3 separate regions of the Hordeum vulgare genome follow, and regions 2 and 3 are each linked to region 1. The links are chromatin contacts, called in public Hi-C maps. All regions are on one chromosome and are shown on one strand. The core of a region is the stretch at or near the end of the contact, and the rest is flanking DNA. Distances in the headings are between cores, read along the strand shown.

The links. A called contact is a pair of places that touch in the nucleus more often than the background predicts.
Region 2: a contact with region 1 is called in a Hi-C map of leaf, with 2.9 times the contacts expected there. The contact joins the promoter of LOC123452311 here to the promoter of LOC123452310 in region 1. A contact is called at or near these places in 4 of 6 Hi-C or Micro-C datasets (leaf and seedling) and 1 of 1 datasets of contacts at active chromatin or transcription factors (embryo).
Region 3: a contact with region 1 is called in a Hi-C map of seedling, with 4 times the contacts expected there. The contact joins the promoter of LOC123452312 here to the promoter of LOC123452310 in region 1. A contact is called at or near these places in 4 of 6 Hi-C or Micro-C datasets (leaf and seedling) and 1 of 1 datasets of contacts at active chromatin or transcription factors (embryo).

Annotation. Positions count from the first base shown.
Region 1 is chr5H:529,509,010-529,511,768 of MorexV3_pseudomolecules_assembly, reverse strand. LOC123452310 (UDP-glucose 6-dehydrogenase 4) reads right to left here and starts at 1,497. Exons shown (of 2, transcript XM_045128952.1): 1 at 1,370-1,497; 2 at 1-775. The coding sequence starts at 759.
Region 2 is chr5H:529,690,847-529,693,703 of MorexV3_pseudomolecules_assembly, reverse strand. It overlaps LOC123452311 (probable WRKY transcription factor 57), which reads left to right and starts at 1,531. Exons shown (of 4, transcript XM_045128953.1): 1 at 1,531-2,041; 2 at 2,642-2,803. The coding sequence starts at 1,731.
Region 3 is chr5H:529,739,576-529,742,486 of MorexV3_pseudomolecules_assembly, reverse strand. It overlaps LOC123452312 (alpha-1,4 glucan phosphorylase L isozyme, chloroplastic/amyloplastic), which reads left to right and starts at 1,350. Exons shown (of 15, transcript XM_045128954.1): 1 at 1,350-1,628; 2 at 2,530-2,762; 3 at 2,850-2,911. The coding sequence starts at 1,448.

The DNA of each region.
Region 1 (2,759 bases), core at 248-2,747:
CTTGCCGATGGCGTACGACACCTCCGACACGTTGGCGCCCGTGGCCTCGCACAGCGCCGACATGGCGTTCACGGACGAGATCCTCTGGGCCAGGAAGGCGTTGGCGGCGAGCTTGGAGAGCTCGGCAGACCACAGGTTGGTGGTGATGATGTTCTCCTCGGGCACCCAGTGGGCGTACACCGACTTGAGAGCCTCGACGGCCTTCCTGCCCTCGGGGGTCTCCCGGCCACCGATGAGCACTCTGTCGGGCTTGAACAGGTCGTCGATCGCAGTGCCCTCGGCGAGGAACTCCGGGTTGGACAGGATCTGGTAGTTGATGCCCTTGCTGTTGTGGGTCAGGATCTTCTCAATGGCCTCTGCGGTCTTGACGGGGACGGTGGACTTCTCGACGACGATCTTATCCGACTTGGACACATCGGCGATCATCCGGGCGGCGCTCTCCCAGTAGGTGAGGTCGGCAGCCTTGCCGGCTCCCAGACCACGGGTCTTGGTGGGGGTGTTGACGGAGACGAAGATGATGTCGGCCTCGGCGACATGCTTCTCAACATCAGTGCTGAAGAAGAGGTTCTTGCCCCTGCAGGCCTTGACAACATCATCGAGGCCAGGCTCGTAGATCGGGAGGGTGTCGCTGTTCCAGGCGTCAATGCGGGGCTTGGAGATGTCGACGACCACCACCTCAATTGCTGGGCACTTGATGGCAATGACAGCCATTGTTGGGCCGCCGACGTAGCCAGCACCGATGCAGCAGATCTTCACCATCTTGGCTGCTTACAACCTGTGATGACAGCAAAGAATTGTTTTCAGAGGATTGAAAAACAGGGCATCTAACTAATTTCACTGCACATCTCAGACTCAGAGTAAACAGAAGCAATCAAGATTCAGATCCTTAAAGAGAAAGTATGTGACAGAAATGTTCATAGTTGAAGCTACAGAAATGTTCTAAGAAATCTTCTATCCAACTAATCCGGCAAATAAGCATGAACAGTTATGAGTAACAGCATGAACATCACAGCATGATCTAACTTTAGGTGAAAACGCGGTGCCTACTACTTCCGCAGACTGCATACAAGGAGCATGACAGACTGAACGGAGATCACACCAATCACCCGATCCACCGGCAGCGGCAACAGCCAGCAGGCCAAATGAAAAATTCACAGCACGGAGCACTACTACCCAAACCACTAACTAAATCAAGACAATGAATCTGAATCGAACACTCGGCCAGATCTGAAGACAGCAAGCACCTTCAGAGAAACCGAGAAAAGCACAACAGCCACAGCATGAAAACCATGCTCCTCGCAAAGATCAGGCACCAAAGCTACAGACTAAAACCGAAGGAGACGCTAACCAGATCAGGGGAAACTCTCACCAGATCTCAGCAACTCGGAGAAGATCTCGAGAGGAGAGGAGGGGCGCGCACTGCTGGAGGAAAGCAACGGAGGCGACTTCTTGGTATGCAGAGAAGAAGCTGCTGCCCACGAGTTGTATGCAGAGAGGGGGCTGCAACTCCTTATATACCCCTTTCAACCAAGCCACCAGGTTGGATCTACCCTGCTCTGGAAAATTAACCGCGTGAGGAAGGCCGGTCAGAAACCGGAATAAAATTTGAGTAGGTGTGAGTTGGTCTTGCAAGGCAAAGTGCCGCTCTCATGCCATCCATGAGCCCACCAGACTTGCGTTGATGGAAAAGGTTTCAGATGAGTCCATGACACACCACCAACCTCCTCACTCTAAACCAATCAGAGAGAAAAATCTAAACCAATCAGAGAGAAAAATATAGGAAAAATACCAGAGGTGTTAGAGAATAAATAAATAGCGTGTGATCAGATCTGAAGGTTCGGACCCTTTTCTTCATGTTATCTCTTGTTCAGTGTATGTATACATGCTACAAAAATACGGCCGGAGTGGCTGTGTACTCGTACCCCATGAACATGAACGAGGACATGGATGGTGTGGAGGAATAATTGGGGGCAAGCGACATTAAGTATTTTAGTCGATGGTCAACTATGGCAGCGGCAGAGTAATTTTGAGGACAAAATCACCTAGGATGCAGAAGTTACAGTGTTTGGTTGAGATGTAAGAAGTGCCAAGCTATGTCCAACCACTGGGAGCATGCGATGGAAACCTTCAAAGCCCAGACACGGTCAAAATCAGGAACCTGATGTTGGTGCCGTTGCTTGTCCCAACGATACTCTACTAATCAAAACATGTGTATAATAAACCACTTGCAATTTTTACTGATTAAAAACACAGCGGCTGAACCTTCCACGTGAAAGCTCCAGCATACATGACAGTACTCAGAATTAGACTCTGAATATAACCTATTTTCAAGAGAAGAAAGAGCGCAACCACGAAAAATACAGAATTGTCATGGTCCTACTCTTAAGTCACCGTCATCTGATTTTATTTTCTTTTGCAACAACAAGTCACTGTCAGCTGATTGCTATAACTAATAATAGACTAAGGAAGACTCCATCTTTCTTCCGACTTTAAGGCATCGTTTAGGAAAGACACTGAACGTCAGGGCACTTGTTTACACGGTCCAAGGTCAAGGGTTGTCACATGCTCTAGCTAGCAAGTCAACAAAAATCAGAACTTCCTCTTCTTATAAGTCAAATTTCTCAAGCACTGCAATGCATTATTTATGCACATCACATGAAAGAAACATATATATTCAAGCCATCATCAAAATACAAATCACAAGAAAGAAAACCGTAACATTATGAGTATGAGTTCCTTCAAGGTCAAGAAAGTCATAA
Region 2 (2,857 bases), core at 282-2,781, 180 kb before region 1:
TATCTCCAATGGAGTATCATAAACCAGACACTCTAAATGTTCCGCGAACGGTTTCGTTGGGCAAGAATACAATAGCCAGTCATGTGACCAAATATCTTCTCCAACATGAGCCTCCTATATTTAACATGTAGATATTGAATCAATAGCATTTTTGCATATGTAAAATGGTACAACCTTCATCCCAGGTTACTTGTTTTAAATTTTTCTAGATACATTCTTTTTTTTAAAGAAGGATTTCAGCAGCCTATGAAAAAAGCATCCGTATATAGACAAATCTAAGACAGGTAAGTTTGAGACGGAGGGAGTAGCAAATATATGCATGATAACCAAAATAACATCGAAGGCTCTTGCTGGTGGTGGCTTGGGGGGAGGGGTGTGGTCTAGTAGTAGTACGACAGCTGCAGCTGCTCTGACTAGGGTGGTGTGTGCATCGGCGGTCACCTATCGAACTTGTTCACCTTAATTACGAGGTGGCGCCTCGACGGTCATGTAGCTACTATTTCCCTGCTCCGCTGTTTGGGGCTATGCACATTGCAGATCAACAAGTTGATCTCGCGGGTGGCTACCGCCTGTGGCTACGGCGACACTTCGAACATCTCGATCGGGTCCATGCAGTGGTGGACGATGAAAATGCGGGAACGGGGGTGGAGAGTAGCAGCGATCAGAGGGGTGAGGGAAGGAACGTGCGGGATTTGGTGCGAAAGCAGGGTCGAACTTTCTAAATGTGTGGGCTCCTACTCGGATGTGGTTAGGGCTATGGTGTCAAAGTCCTACTTGGCAGAGGTCCAGACGTTTGTAAACCTTCCTCCGGTTTGGTTCTTCTGATTTGCGGAATTCAAACAGCTAGACGTGTCCATGGACATTTGTGAGACGGTGTTGGATGACACAAAAAGTGCATATGCCCATTTTACCGCATTCAAACTAGTGAGAGAATTACCGCTTGAAATAAGCGGTTAGCTATCTGAAAAGCAAACAACAACAACAAGTGAGAGAATTGGACTAACGTGGACATGCGCGTGGTCTGCATTCCCGATTTAACCACCACTACAAAAATAGAGAAAACCCAAATTCGAAAATAATAATTCGAGCATCACGGTTCCACCGCGCGCAGAGGAGACGCTGTTTTCGAATTTAATTACTCCTGCTTGATGATGGATGCTGAGTGCTGACCCCCTCGATGTATATAGCAGTTTAACGTGACACCGGCCGAAACGGCGCACCGTCTAGCTAACTCCCATCCCACCGATGATTGGTGCAATCCCATGGTTTGTTACTACTACACGAGATTTTACTATGCCATGTAGTAGTAATTTTAAGTACGCAAGTAGTAGTAAGTATAGTCGAGTACGCATGGAGTCGTATACTTGCGCTTGCGCTCTCTCTATCTGTGTGTCTGTCTCGCACCGGTCACCGGTGTCAAGTCGTGTGTCACCCACCAAGACGTTACCGACGGAGACCGCCGTGACCGAGACCGCGATCGAGCAAAGCTCCAAAAACCCGTTCTTTATCGACGCGTCTGCTCCGCCCCGCTCCGCACCAAAAACGATGCGCGACCCCAGTTGTTACTCCTCGTCCTAGCCTAGCCGCACCGTCCAGGCCACACGCTACAACTAGAACCAGCCCCAACAAGCGCCGGTGCAGTGCGTGCGCGACCAGTGTAGCCACTCTCTCTCTCTCTCGCAGCGAGAGCACGGACGGCAGCTAGCTTTGATCGGCCGGATCGGCGGGCCATGGCCGGCGCCGCGGGAGAGAGGCCGGAGGGGGTGGGCGGAGGCGGGGACTGGCCGCCGTTCGCCGGCGACGCCTTCGCGGAGTACTCCTCCTCGGTGTTCGCGGAGCTGGGCGGATGGCCGGACGGCCTCGGCGCGGGCACCGGGGAGCTGCAGTCGCTGGATCTGCCGGAGGCCAGCGCGTCCGCTTCGGTCCCGCTGGCGCGGCCGGACGAGATGCTGCCGGCCGCGTCCTCCTGCTCGAGCGGCGACGGCGCGCCCGCGGCCGCCACGGAGAACGCCGACAGGCCGCAGTCCGCCGCCGACGCAGCGTGAGTCAAGCGGCCGGCGCCGGTCCACCTCTCTCTCTCTCTCATCTCTGCCTCGCGTTGCTTGCGACATGGTTACGCGGATCGCGCGTCCGCGAGGGGCAATTCCGGCCGCGACGTGTCCACGCGGACGCGGATCCGCCGTGATTCGCGTGCGTACGTAGTAGAGTAGATCGTTCCCGGCCGGTCTCATTCTCACGCGGTTTCTCTTTTCAGTCCTCTTCTCTCTCTAACCTCCAAAAAAAAAAAAAAATCTTCTCCCTCCATTCACTACACCGGCGGCCTTTGGGTTCTTTGTTTATTCATCGCCCCCTTTCCCCGCGTACGTATTTGCTACGCCAATCGTATACGCGTACACATGTACTACTAGTACTTATTACTGCACCACGTACTTACTGCTGTACTGTTCAACAGCGAGAGCGCGCATCATGGCTTCTACTAGATCTGATCGTACGTTTTGCTCATGCTGCATGTTGATTTTCCAAACATGTTTGGGCTAAGGAGCATGCTACCAAGCAAGCCAGCGATTCCGGCCTATTTAGCTAACTATCCTCAAGAATTCAGTACATGGCTAACTAAGTGTGTATGTGTGTATGCGCGCAGGAGCATGAAGCCGGCGGCGGCGACGGCGACGAAGAAGGGGCAGAAGCGGGCGCGGCAGCAGCGGTTCGCCTTCGTGACCAAGAGCGAAGTCGATCACCTTGAGGATGGGTACAGATGGAGGAAGTATGGGCAGAAAGCCGTCAAGAACAGCCCTTTCCCAAGGTATCTCTCATCCATTGTCCATCACTTCACTTGTGTTGCTTAATGTTGTACTCC
Region 3 (2,911 bases), core at 101-2,600, 230 kb before region 1:
ACATGCTACGTCTATTAGTTTGGGTCTAGTCCATCACGTGATTCTCCTAATGACGTGATCCAGTTATCAAGCAACAACACCTTGTTTATAATCAGAAGACACTGACTATCTTTGATCAACTGGCTAGCCAACTAGAGGCTTGCTAGGGACAGTGTTTTGTCTATGTATCCACACATGTATATAAGTCTTCATTCAATACAATTATAGCATGGATAATAAACGATTATCTTGATACAGGAATTATAATAATAACTATATTATTATTGCCTCTAGGACATAATTCCAACAATATATGCCATCTTCCGTGTTTTATTCTTCTGGGCAGCGGTCTGTTATGCAAAACGTGGTCGCCGATATCTTCTAGTCTATATCGATGACTTTTCGACAACTGCATCTGCAAGCTCCTTAGTTTCAACAAGTTTATTCCACTGAGGGGGTGTTTCTTTACAGGGACTTTTTGCTGTAGGGACTAAAAAACGTCCCTTTTAGTCCCATGTGAAAGAAACAGGAGAGACTTTTAGGGACTAAAAGGGGGTATTTGGAACTAAAGGAAGAAGTCCCTATGGGAGGGACTTTTTGAGACTTTTTTGACACTTTTTACAACAGTGCCCCTACTTTTATCATGTCATTTAATAACTTCTAGTACATTACTAGGGGTAACATGGTCTTTTTACATGTCATTTAATGACTTCCAATCCCTATTTAGTCCCTGGAAAGAAACGGGTAGGGACTAGAGACTTTTTAGTTGGTATTAAAAAAAAAGTGCTAAGACTTCTTAAAGAAACAGGGCGTGAGATGGAAGTGCAGAGGCGGCAGCGAATTAGCTCACGGGGCACTACCGGTGGATGTAGGAAAAAGAAGGCATTTGACACCTCTCAAAACTATGAAGATGTAAATTTTAATTTCTAAGTGTTTTTGTGAGGATTTGTGCTATTTAATACTCCCTCAATTCCAAAATAAATGTTTTAATTTTGTATTATCTCTAATACAAAGTTATACTAACTTTAAGATACCTATTTTAAAACAGAGGAAATATATGCATTTTGCCTTTCTCACAAAAAAAACCCCTAAACCATCACACGAGGGGAAGAGCCATTCCCAGCCGTCCAATAAACACGACAAAAAGCTGTACAGCACGGGAGCAATTCCCAGCCGTCGAAATGCGCTGCAACGGAAGTAGCGCTCCCTGACACAGCGGCACATGAGCCACGCCTCGCACCACCGCACCGTGCACCGGCGCGGGGCCCACCGGCCAGCGTCCCCACACGCGTACCGGCGGCCAGCATTGCGCGGCACGGCGACGGAGAGATATTTTTAACGCCTTCCAGTTCGGAAGCGCCCCCCATCACTCACTCGGGTACAGGGCGGGCCGCGTGAGTCTCGCGTCGTCGCATCGCGCGCGCTGCACACCCACCGTCGTCAGCGCGGACCACCGGCGCCCCACCCAATGGCGACCGCCTCGCCGCCGCTCGCCACCGCCTTCCGCCCGCTCGCCGCCGCCGGAGGCAGCGGGGGGCTCGTCGTGGGCGCCGGGGCCGGGGCGGCGCCGAGGCGGGGGCGGCGGGGGCTCGTGGTGCGGAGCGTGGCGAGCGATCGGGAGGTGCGGGGCCCCGCCTCCACCGAGGAAGGTAAGCGGCCGCGCGCTCCCGTTGGCAGCGACGACACGGAATGCCGGTCGGCTGTAATGTGGTTTGGGTTCCCGCTGGTGCGGCCCGTGAATTCGTGATCCTCTGACTGATTGTGCTCCCGGGTTTCGGTGGCGCGGGAGCTTTGGGTGGGCGCGCGCATTGCTAATGTACTGCTCTAGGATTTGTTAGGGTTCAGAGGAAACTTAAATTCGCGAATAAACTTCAACGAATGTATTCTGAGTTTCTGAAGCTGGCTTAGTTTGGCGCGTCAAGTTAGAATGTGTATTTATGGTAGCAAATTCTGAGAAATTCTTCTATGCGTGGAGAGCCACCCCCCTGTGGATGCTGCAGCAAGCGCTAATATACTGTTTGCTAGTATCTGTAGCTGTAACAAAATCCTTCAAATCTGAACTAGCGAAATAAATATGAGATTTTTGCTGAAGATTATACAGTGTCAATATTTCTGAAGGTGGTTGGGACAGTATAGCACTTCAAACCAGCAACCAGCAGGATCAGTATACCGACTCATCTTTTTTTTCTGAAGGTGGTTGGAATACCGGTATCGTTTTTATAATTATTAAATTAAGGCGTAAGATTTGGTAGCAAAAACTATTTTCACCAGAAACGATGAAACATGGCACAATTCAACCTGAGTACCTGACTACCTTTTTTGATGAAAAGGCTATGGGAGCTCCCTTTCATTTATTAATTAATGGATAAAAAGAGAGGTGGAGGGTTCTAGTAGAATGCAAATGGTGATACAGTATATTATCTACTATTTTGTACAAGATTTTTCACACGAAAACAATATCCCATGCAGTTTTTTGTTTCGACTCTTGACTGTTTAATACCTACTCTTTATAAGGTTTCGGATCCTAATATTGCTGTTCTTGCAACTCAGAGCTTTCAGCCGTGCTAACTTCCATTGATTCTTCCGCCATCGCGTCAAATATCCAGCACCATGCAGACTTCACACCGTTGTTCTCGCCAGAGCACTCTTCACCCTTAAAGGCTTACCATGCAACTGCTAAAAGTGTTTTTGATTCTCTGATAATGAATTGGAATGCAACATATGACTATTACAACAAAGTGAATGCAAAGCAAGCTTATTACCTGTCCATGGAGTTTTTGCAGGTCTCGCAATATACTTCCTTTAGCTTTATCTCATACCTTTTGGTAACTGCGTTACGATGTTATATGGTTATTTTTTGTGTACTGCAGGGAAGAGCTCTTACAAATGCTATTGGCAACCTAGAACTAACAGGACAATATGCAGAAGCATT